Linked DNA regions of Sus scrofa: region 1 is linked to region 2. A link is a contact called in public HiChIP or PLAC-seq data. All regions are on one chromosome and are shown on one strand. The core of a region is the stretch at or near the end of the contact, and the rest is flanking DNA. Distances in the headings are between cores, read along the strand shown.

Region 1 (4,984 bases), core at 1,170-3,669, 350 kb after region 2:
GTTTCTCAAAAGACATTGCAGCCATGTGTGCAGCTGTTTTGAAGCTGGCTCTCAGCCTTGTTTATTCTTGTCTTTGAGTTAGAAATGGATATAAATACATAAGTGCAGCTAATTTCTTTAATACCCTGCACTGTTCCTCAGAGGTCAGGCAGCTCTGGGCAGCCTGCAGGCTGGTGTTGATAGCCGGCACTTGGGACTGGCTCATTATGTCACTGACTCTTTTTGAGCCCTTTAGGCTTTAAGGTAAGAGTTAAATAACGGGCAGAAGTGGTACATGTGCATAAGAAGAAGGGCATAGTTTGACATAGTTTCTTCCAGTTTCTTCCTTCTCTTTCCAAGCTTAGGTGTCTATATTTTAAAAGCTGAAGGCAATCAAATATTAGATGTTTATAAAGATGATTATGAAACTAGGTTGTATTGTAAATTAAAAATATGCACCTGATCTAGCTTTGAATAGGACCATTTCGTTTGGTTCACCTCCCTTTCCTTCCGGTTTTGTCCTCTTTAAAATTAATTTTCTTAATAATTAAAACTGCAGCGTTGTCAAAGTTCCTGTTTTGCTGAATGACAAAGCCATATTTTCTCTCTCTTTTTAAAAAATTTTTATTTTTTTGTCTTTTTTTGCCTCCTTAGGGTTGTACCTGCGGCACACGGAGGTTCCCAGGCTAGGGGTCTAATCGGAGCTGTAGCCACCGGCAGCCGCAGCAGTGCCAGATCCGAGCCACGTCTCTGACCTGTGCCACAGCTCACGGCAATGCCGGATCCTTAACCTACTGAGCAAGGCCAGGGATCGAACCCACAATCTCATGGTTCCCAGTCGGATTGGTTAGCCCCTCAGCTACAAGGGGAACTCGCTTATTTTCTTTTTATAGTAGGAAAATATGAGCCATGGAAAGATAGCCATAAAACTGTCTTAGTTTATCTGCCTATAGATTGATTTATGCAATTATTTCCTAACTTTCTATATATTTGAAGTCACCTTATTTTATTTTGTTCTTTCAATAGGATCAGCCAATGGGAGGCTGGGAGATGATCAGAAAAATTGGAGACACGTCAGTCAGTTACAAATATACCTCAAGATATGTGCTGAAGGCAGGCCAGACTGTTACAGTAAGTTAATTTAGTCATCATTTAATTTAACTTGATTATCTTAACCAACAGTTAAAGTAATTAAAACCATTTGGGCTTGAATAGAAACATTTTAGGAATGGGCCTTAAAACATTTTTGTTATTATTAGGGAATTACAAGTGCTATTAAACATTTTAAAAATTGTATGTGATTGAGAGTGGTAATACACTAATAAAAGCGAAAGAATTGACCTTTGAGTTCTTTTTGTCTGCTTCAGTGGATAGAAGGCAGCTTCCTCTTCCTTCCCTGTTGGCTCCCCAGAAAACAAAACAGAATAGCTACTTCTTGATTGATAGTGGTAGCCCTGCTGTGGTTCAGGAGGTTCTGCTTGGCGTAAAGAACTGTCAGGAGATAACTGTTAATACTAGGGGTGCTTTAGCCCTGTTAGGGGTAAGCAGCACAGTCATCTGGAGAGTGTTTCTGGTGACCAGGCCGTTCCTCACTCTTAGTTGGGGCAGGGAACCTGTGTTTTGAACAGAAGTTCCTAGGTGATAAGTACTATTGCGAAGTATCAGTCTCTAAACCTAATACACGAGCGAGGATAGCGTGGTTTTTCTTTCAAATATATGAGGTGTTGATATTTTGAGAGAGATGAACCCTGTGCCATTCTGACTCTGTTTTCTCCGTTGCTGTCCTGAAATGCCACGTCTGTAATAGTTCCTAAATAATCATGAGCTGACTTTAGAGAAGTATTCTTCATTGAGCAAACACAAGATTCCTTTACTTTTACTCAGTAAGTAGATGTAGCAAACAAAATATGTTAACTTTGATACAGATTTTAAACAGGTTACTGTTTTCATTCCCTAAAGAATGCTGAAGTGACTTTCTTTTTATAGCTGCTTCTTTAAGAATATTAAACACATGTTTGGCGTTCCCGTTGAGGGGCAGCGGAAACGAATCTGACTAGTATGCACGAAAATGCGGGTTTGATCCCTGGCCTCCCTCAGTGGGTTGAGGATCTGGCGTTGCCGTGAGCTGCGGTGTAGGTCGCAGACATGGCTGGGATCCAGTATTGCTGTGGTAGTGTTGTAGGCAGGCAGCTGCAGCTCCAATTCAACCCCTAATTGAATTGGAGGGTGCGGCCCTAAAAAGCCAAAAAAAAAAAAAAAAAAGGATATTAAACACATGTCTTAAAATTTTATGATTGATAGAAACCTCCCTTAGTGTTTAAGATTAAAGGCTCTAACAGGTTAGAACTTCTCTTTTAAAGTATATTTGTAGAACTCGCCACCACATTGTGAAAATATCAGATGCTAATTTTGTAATAATGGGTAAGAATGGGAACAGATATCCTAACCACACTGTCTTTTCTTCTCTTTAGCAGTTATTATAGGAGAGAAAATGGCTCAGTCCTATTACGTGTCTTATGGAAGTTGCATAATGTAGTGGAAAGAGTTTGACATTTTAATTCCAAAGATTCAGATTTGAGTGTGCTCTCTCTTTAAAGTGGTATAAAACCATTATGCCAATCATCTGCTTTTTCCCCTGGATATAGTGTCTCAGGGACTAAATATATATTCTATAGGTTTAGTGGAGAACTCAATTTTCACGTAAAATACTGTAATGCATTTTCTTTTCCTTTGGTGGCTGGCATTAAATGTGTTAAGGAGCTCTTTGAAACATGGTAGTCATAAGTGATCTTTCCGTTAAATTGTACAATGCAAGGCGGTAGCAAAGATCAATTCAAAACTCTAGGATAGAAATAAGGAAACTACATATGTGATTTTAAATTTTCTCATAAACTATTATTTCAACATGTGATCAGTATAACATTTTGTTAGATATTTTACTCTTTTTGTTTTTGAACCAAGTCTTCATACTTAGAGCTAACCTTACATCATACCTCTGTTGGAACTAACCACCTTTCAAATGCTCACAAGCCCATGTGGCTGCCGTATTGAACAACACAGCCCTAGGACCTACTGAATTACCCAGTAAGGTTATTGACATTATGTGATTAACACTAAACCAACAATATGATTCCAGGAGTTCCCATTGTGGCTCAGCGGGTTAAGAACCCAGCTAGTACCTGTGATGATGCAGGTTTGATTCCTGGCCTTGCTCAGTTGGTTAAGGATCCGGAGTTACCACAAGCTGTGGTGTAGGTTGCAAATGCGGCTTGGATCTGGTGTGGCTGTGGCTGTGCTGCAGGCCAGCAGCTGCAGCTCTGATTTGACCCCAGCCTGGGAACCTCCATACGCCGCAGGTGTGGCCTTAAAAAGGAAAAATAAGTAAACCAACTGTATGATTCCATGTGGTCTAGTGAAAAGTATAGCTTGAGATTAGGTTAACAATCCATGTCACCTGAAAGTTGGCCCAGATCCAATTCTTTTAGTTTTATCCTAGTAAATGTTTCTTGCCCCTTCCCATTTATAATGTGGATGGAAGATCTGGAAGCTACAAGTGAGCACCTTTAGAGGAAGTGGGTCTCTTCTACTCAGTAATTGATGTGGTTTTCTCGCCATTTACAAAATACCTGCTTGTACCCATCTGCAGTCTTCCTTTTGTCATCATATAGCCCTTTATATTGCAAAATAACTTACGGGGCGCAAAACTTTGGTATCTGTTTTCATGTGGTCTTAGAAAGACCAGAGCAAAGTGTCCCTACAGATGAGGACATAGAGGTTTGTCAAGGTGTCATGTAATGTCCATGATTCAAATCCAGGTTTTCAGACTCAGGTTTCCTTCATTCTAGCAAAATATTATTCTGCCAATAAATACACTGAAAATGTGGCAGAATTTCCATGCTTGTGAGAAGGGAAATACTTCTTTTTGTTTGTTTTGTTCATTTTGGTAGCAGTAATATTTTCCATTAAATGGTAGGTGACCTGTCTGTTTCCTAAATTCTTTTTAGAGTTCAGTCTCAGACACTCTGGGGTATTGTGATATTGTCTCTGGTTGGATACATACCACTTCCCACAAGAGTGTTCTAGATAGGTTGTCTGGTGCAGAGTTTTGACAGAAGTTAGTCATCTCCTCAGTGCCTGCCCTAGGGAGCTGGGGGATCCCATCGGAGGGGATCAGAAGGTTCTAACCCAGACGGTGGCTCATAAAACCCATAGAACGACAGAACAATGATGAGAGCCAATATTTATTGAGTGAGCCGTCCCCTCTATGTGCGTAATCCCCTTTCCTTCTCAGCAGTCCCATGTGTTAGCAGTACCATTTCTGTCCCATTGGAAGGGAAGTCAGGTAGCTTGTTCAGGGTAAGCTGACGTGTAGGTGAACTAGGATGTGAATCTGGTCACCTTCACTTCAGAGCCCCGTGTGTCAACATTTTCACTTATCAGATGGGGGAGCCGAGGCTGAGATAAGTCTCGTGGATGCTAGACACATGGCTAGTTAATGTAGCACGTCTGAAGCCAGGCCATCATTCAGGAACTTTTAGAATCGATGCTCTTACAGGATGCTATTACTGACACATGGGAGAGCTGGGCTCGGAATAACCTGATGTCCTTTCTTTTTTCCAGATCTGGGCTGCCAATGCCGGCGTCACAGCCAGTCCTCCCACCGACCTCATCTGGAAGAACCAGAACTCCTGGGGCACTGGCGAAGACGTGAAGGTTATATTGAAAAATTCTCAGGGAGAGGTACGGTCATTTGGTTGGGTCCACCACAGTGTCTCTTCACCATGCAAGTGTGATTTCTCTGCAGAAATCAGATTGAAATGTGAAGTAACAGATTGCTTAAATCAGACCAAGGCTGCTAAGTCTATCAAAGTAAAGTTAACTTCAGGTTTTAGAAATGAAATAAGAGTGTATTGTAGTTCTGATTGTTAGCGTAGGCTCCAGAGTCAGCCTGGGTCCAGTTTCTGTCCCCACTGCCCAGTGGCTTTGTGTCTTCGGGTAAGTTCCT
Region 2 (4,618 bases), core at 204-2,703:
GGCCTAAAAAACAAAAACAAATAAAAAATAAAATAGTTATAAGCCCTAAAATTCAAGGTCAATTCATTTTCAATGACACCATCAGGGAAACTTGGCAACAGAGTAAAAGTGTTAGGACTATGTACAAAATAATGAATTTGGACCCCTACCTGATAACACAGGCAAGGATTAACTCAAAGTGGCTCAAAGATCTTGCACTAATATAAATGCTAAAACTATAAAACTCTTAGAAAAAGCATAGGAGTAAGTCTTCATAACCTCGGGTTAGGCAACTATTCCTTAAGTACAACACAAAAAGCTCAAGTGATACAAGACTGATAAATTGGATGTTATCAAAATTAAAACGTTTTTGCTTCAAAGGACATCATCAAGAAATGGAGTTCCCGTCGTGGCGCAGTGGTTAACGAATCCGACTAGGAACCATGAGGTTGCGAGTTCGGTCCCTGCCCTTGCTCAGTGGGTTAACGATCCGGCGTTGCCGTGAGCTGTGGTGTAGGTTGCAGACGCAGCTCGGATCCCACGTTGCTGTGGCTCTGGTGTAGGCCGGTGGCTACAGCTCCGATTCAACCCCTAGCCTGGGAACCTCCATATGCCGCAGGAGCGGCCCAAGAAATAGCAACAATAACAACAACAACAACAACAACAAAAAAAAAAAAAAAAAAAAAAGAAATGAAGAGACAATCTATAGACTAGGAGAAAGTATTGCAACTTATATATCAGAAAAGAGACTATATACATTCTATATACATGAATACATTCAGAATATATAAAGGATACAACTCAGTAATAAAAAGACAGTCCAATGGGCAAAGTATTAAATAGATTTTTCTCCAAAAAAAAGAGAGATAAATAGCCAATAAGCACAGAAAAAAAATGCTCAACATGATTTGTCATTAGGAAGATTCAAATCAAAAATATGAGACCCCATTTCACATCCACAAGAATGCCTATGACCAAAAAATAATAATAATAATAAATGTTGGCAGGCATGTGGTGACATTGGAGCTCTCAGCCATTGCTGGCTGGAATGTAAAATGGGGCAGTCACTTTGGAAAACAGTTTGGTAGTTCCTCAAAAAGTTAAATAGAGCAATTTCACCCCTAGGCATATAACCAAGATAATTGAAAATACATGTTCACACAAAACTTGTGCACAAATTTCCATAGCGGAATTTTTCATAAAGCTCAAATGTGGAAACAATTCAAATATCCATCACCTCAAGAATGGATAAATAAAATTATACGCATACAGTGGAATATTATTTGGTCATATAATGGAATGAATTACTGATACATGCTACTATACGGCGGAAACCTGTGAACCTGCTAAGTGAAAGAAGCCAGTCACAAAAGATCACATATAGTATAATCCCACTTATATGAAGTATCCAGAGTAGGTACTTCCTCTCTCTAGAGCTGAGAATGAATTGTCTCATATATAAAGAGAGAGAGCATCAGCAGATTAGTGGTTGCCTACAGGCAGAGAAAAGAGAAGTCAGAGGAATGGAAAATAACTGCCATTGGGTACAAGGTTTCTTTCTGGAGTGATGAAAATGTTCCAAAATTAGCTGGTGGTGGTGGTTGTGTAACTTGGTAAATAAACGAAAAACCACCAAATCATACACTTTGAACAGATAGACTCTATGTAAATTATATCTTAGGCTATTTTTAAATTTTTGAAAACATACAACTAGTTACTTTATAAAGGCCCTACGATTTTATTATACATGTTGGTTAAAAGAATTATAAATGTTGGCAGTAATATTTATGGCAACTTACTGAGTTCTCATTATTTGCCAGGCAAATATTCAGTCTTTATAAGTATTAACTAATTTCCTTTCCCAATATACCTATTAGGTAAATACTATTATTATTCCCATTTTACAGTTTAGAAAACGAAGTGGCATTGTAAAGATTCAAACACAAAGGATCTGGGCTGTTAATAAAATATGTGCTGGCCCTGGAATCCAGTAGCAAAATATGGGGTGAAAAATCCCTGAAATTCAAGGAATTGAAGATTTTTTTTTTTTTTTTAAGGGCACACCCACAGCATATGGAAGTTTCCAGACTAGGGGTCAAATCAGAGCTGTAGCTGTTGGCCTGCACCACAGCCACAGCCACAGCAATGGCAGATCCAAGCCACCTTTGTAACCTATACCACAGCTTCAAGTAACACCCAGATCCTTAACCCACTGAGCGAGGCCAGGGATCAAACCTGCGTCCTCATGGGTACCAGTCAAGGTTCGTTACTGCTGAGTCACAATGGGAACTTTGCAAAGGGAACTTTTGAAAGGGACCTTTGAACTCCATGAAGGGGAACTCCAAGAACTGAGGACATTTTAAAATATTATAATTAACAATAAAACACTAAAAAGTTAATGCCTAAGAGGAGGTGCCATCTTGACTCAGTGGTTAACAAATCCTACTAGGAACCATGAGGTTGCAGATTCGATCCCTGGCCTCGCTCAGTGGGTTAAGGATCTGGTGTTGCCGTGAGCTGTGGTGTAGGTTGTAGATGAGGCTCAGATCCCATGTTGCTCTGTGGTGTAGGCCAGCAGCTATATCTCCCATTAGACTCCTAGTTTGGGAACCTCCATATGCCACAGGAGCAGCCCGGAAAAGACCAAAAAAAAAAAAAAAAGTTAATGCCTAAGAGTAAAAAAAAAAAAAAGAATTGTTACCTTACTCAATAGCAGTGGAGAGTGAAAGGCTGTAGATTATATGATCACGGCCCTCTCTTGCTCTGTATGAAGACAATAGGAGACAGGCTGGGCTGTTGCTGGGGGTCCGTGGTATGTTTTCACTGTCCTGTGAGTGACAGGAGGAGGAATGGTATGGAGCTATATGGTGTGAACAGGTTACCAGGCCAGGAGTGAAGGGAGAGTCAGGAAGGCAGCACCAGATGTGCCACTAATTCTTCGTGTGACTTGGGGTAGATGGTCTAACCCCTCTGGGTCTGTATCCTGAAGTATCTTTAGGTCCCAATTTGTTTCAAAATCTCATCATCTACCATCTAGTTTCTAGACGAATCTCAGAACCATCTTGGCCAGAGGTACGTTTATTCCAAACAAATCTTCCTCACATCTGCTTCATGGAGTTCTCGGAACATGTCTTTTCTGGTTCTATGTCAACGCCTCCGGCCCCTTGTGCTCCAACTGTGGGGAGGGAACTGAGAAGATGTGCCTGTTTGTTCCTCATTTTGATTGCAAGTCCTCTTAAAAATAATAAAAATTTGTTTAGTACATGTTGGGTATGTTTCCAAGATTGCCAAACAATTCGTTAGAGGAAAGCATAATTTTGATGATGTTAAAATATCTGATGTGATTACCTCTGGGAACTGAGGATTACAGCTGATTTTTAAATTTTTTTCTTTGCATTTTAAGTATTTTGTTTTATGAACAAAGTACATTTTAAAAATGTTATGGAAAGAAAAAAATGCTGCCATGGAGTTCCTGTCGTGGCTCAGTGGTTAACGACTAGGAATCATGAGGTTGTGGGTTCGATCCCTGGCCTTGCTCAGTGGGTTAAGGATCCGGTGTTGCTGTGAGCTGTGGTGTGGGTCCCAGACGCAGCTCCGATCCCGCATTGCTGTGGCCCTGGCGTATGCTCATAAATATTTCCCTGGTAATAATTAACAATTAATATAAAATCAAACAAAATAGAATATACTATGTTATGCAATTTATCAAATGATAATGCTACTTAAATTTTTTTTATCTTTTTTTTTTTTTTTGTCCTTTTTAGGGCCACACCCTCGGGATATGGAGGTTCCCAGGCTACAGGTCCAATCAGACCTACAGCTTCCGGCCTATACCACAGCCACAGCAAGGTCGAGTCTACGACTGACACCACAGCTCACAGCAATACCACATCCTTCACCCACTGAGCGAAGCCAGGGATCAAACCCCCAACCTCATGGTTCCTAGTAGGATTCACTTCCGCTGCACCACAACAGGACCTCCCTAAATAGTTTTTTAAATCTCGTAACACTGGAGCCAAATTCATATATTTACCAAACATTAAAGTTGGAACATTTAAATGTTTACTGTATTGTGAGAGAGTCATCTTGTACTGATTCACAAAGCAGGTTGTCAGCACCTCTTCCTAAAGCCATGTTCCGTGGCATCACGTTGGTAGCTTAAAAATCAGCCATGGTAGGAGTATTTAGACCCTGGACATTGACAAATGTTACAAATCAGAGAACGTGGGTTTTCAAGTCTCTTTTCCTAATACGACAGGGACCAAATGCATGAAAAGAAAGATTGCCTTAAGTCTGAGACTGCCATGGTTTACTGGAACAGCAAGATCATCTTTCTAATCTTTCTGGCAGTAAAACTTTTCCTAAAGAGACCAACTGCTGCAGATAGAAATCATTTTCCATTATAGGCAACAGTCAGTCTGTCTGTATCCTCTCAAAGAAGGGCTTAGAACTTAGGAAAGGAATTAACCCCTCTTCAAGCTTAGAAATCACAGAATAAAAGAGCTTGAAGCAAGAGGAAGGGACTTGAGATATGATCATTCAAATATTAGACTAATGGCCAGGCCATTAGCATCAGTGTCAACAGTCCATGGCCCCAAATTATTAATACCTTCTCTCTCTCTGCGGTTAAGTCTTCCAC

Evidence for each region. HiChIP or PLAC-seq counts read pairs in DNA pulled down with a chosen protein or histone mark.
Region 1: an H3K27ac HiChIP or PLAC-seq map of alveolar macrophages shows a contact between it and region 2. The contact joins two enhancer-like sites.

Annotation. Positions count from the first base shown.
Region 1 is chr2:129,847,287-129,852,270 of Sscrofa11.1, forward strand. LMNB1 (lamin-B1) reads left to right here. Exons shown (of 11, transcript XM_003123882.5): 8 at 1,006-1,110; 9 at 4,600-4,719. Among named protein-coding and RNA genes, the nearest start is that of LMNB1, 43 kb to the left of the region's middle. Within about 2 kb of position 2,420, at least 2 of the 83 cell types and tissues checked have an H3K27ac peak or open chromatin away from gene starts, as enhancers often do. A contact at or near this core is called in alveolar macrophages, where this site is marked.
Region 2 is chr2:129,498,613-129,503,230 of Sscrofa11.1, forward strand. No RefSeq gene overlaps it. Among named protein-coding and RNA genes, the nearest start is that of GRAMD2B, 49 kb to the right of the region's middle. Within about 2 kb of position 1,454, at least 2 of the 83 cell types and tissues checked have an H3K27ac peak or open chromatin away from gene starts, as enhancers often do. A contact at or near this core is called in alveolar macrophages, where this site is marked.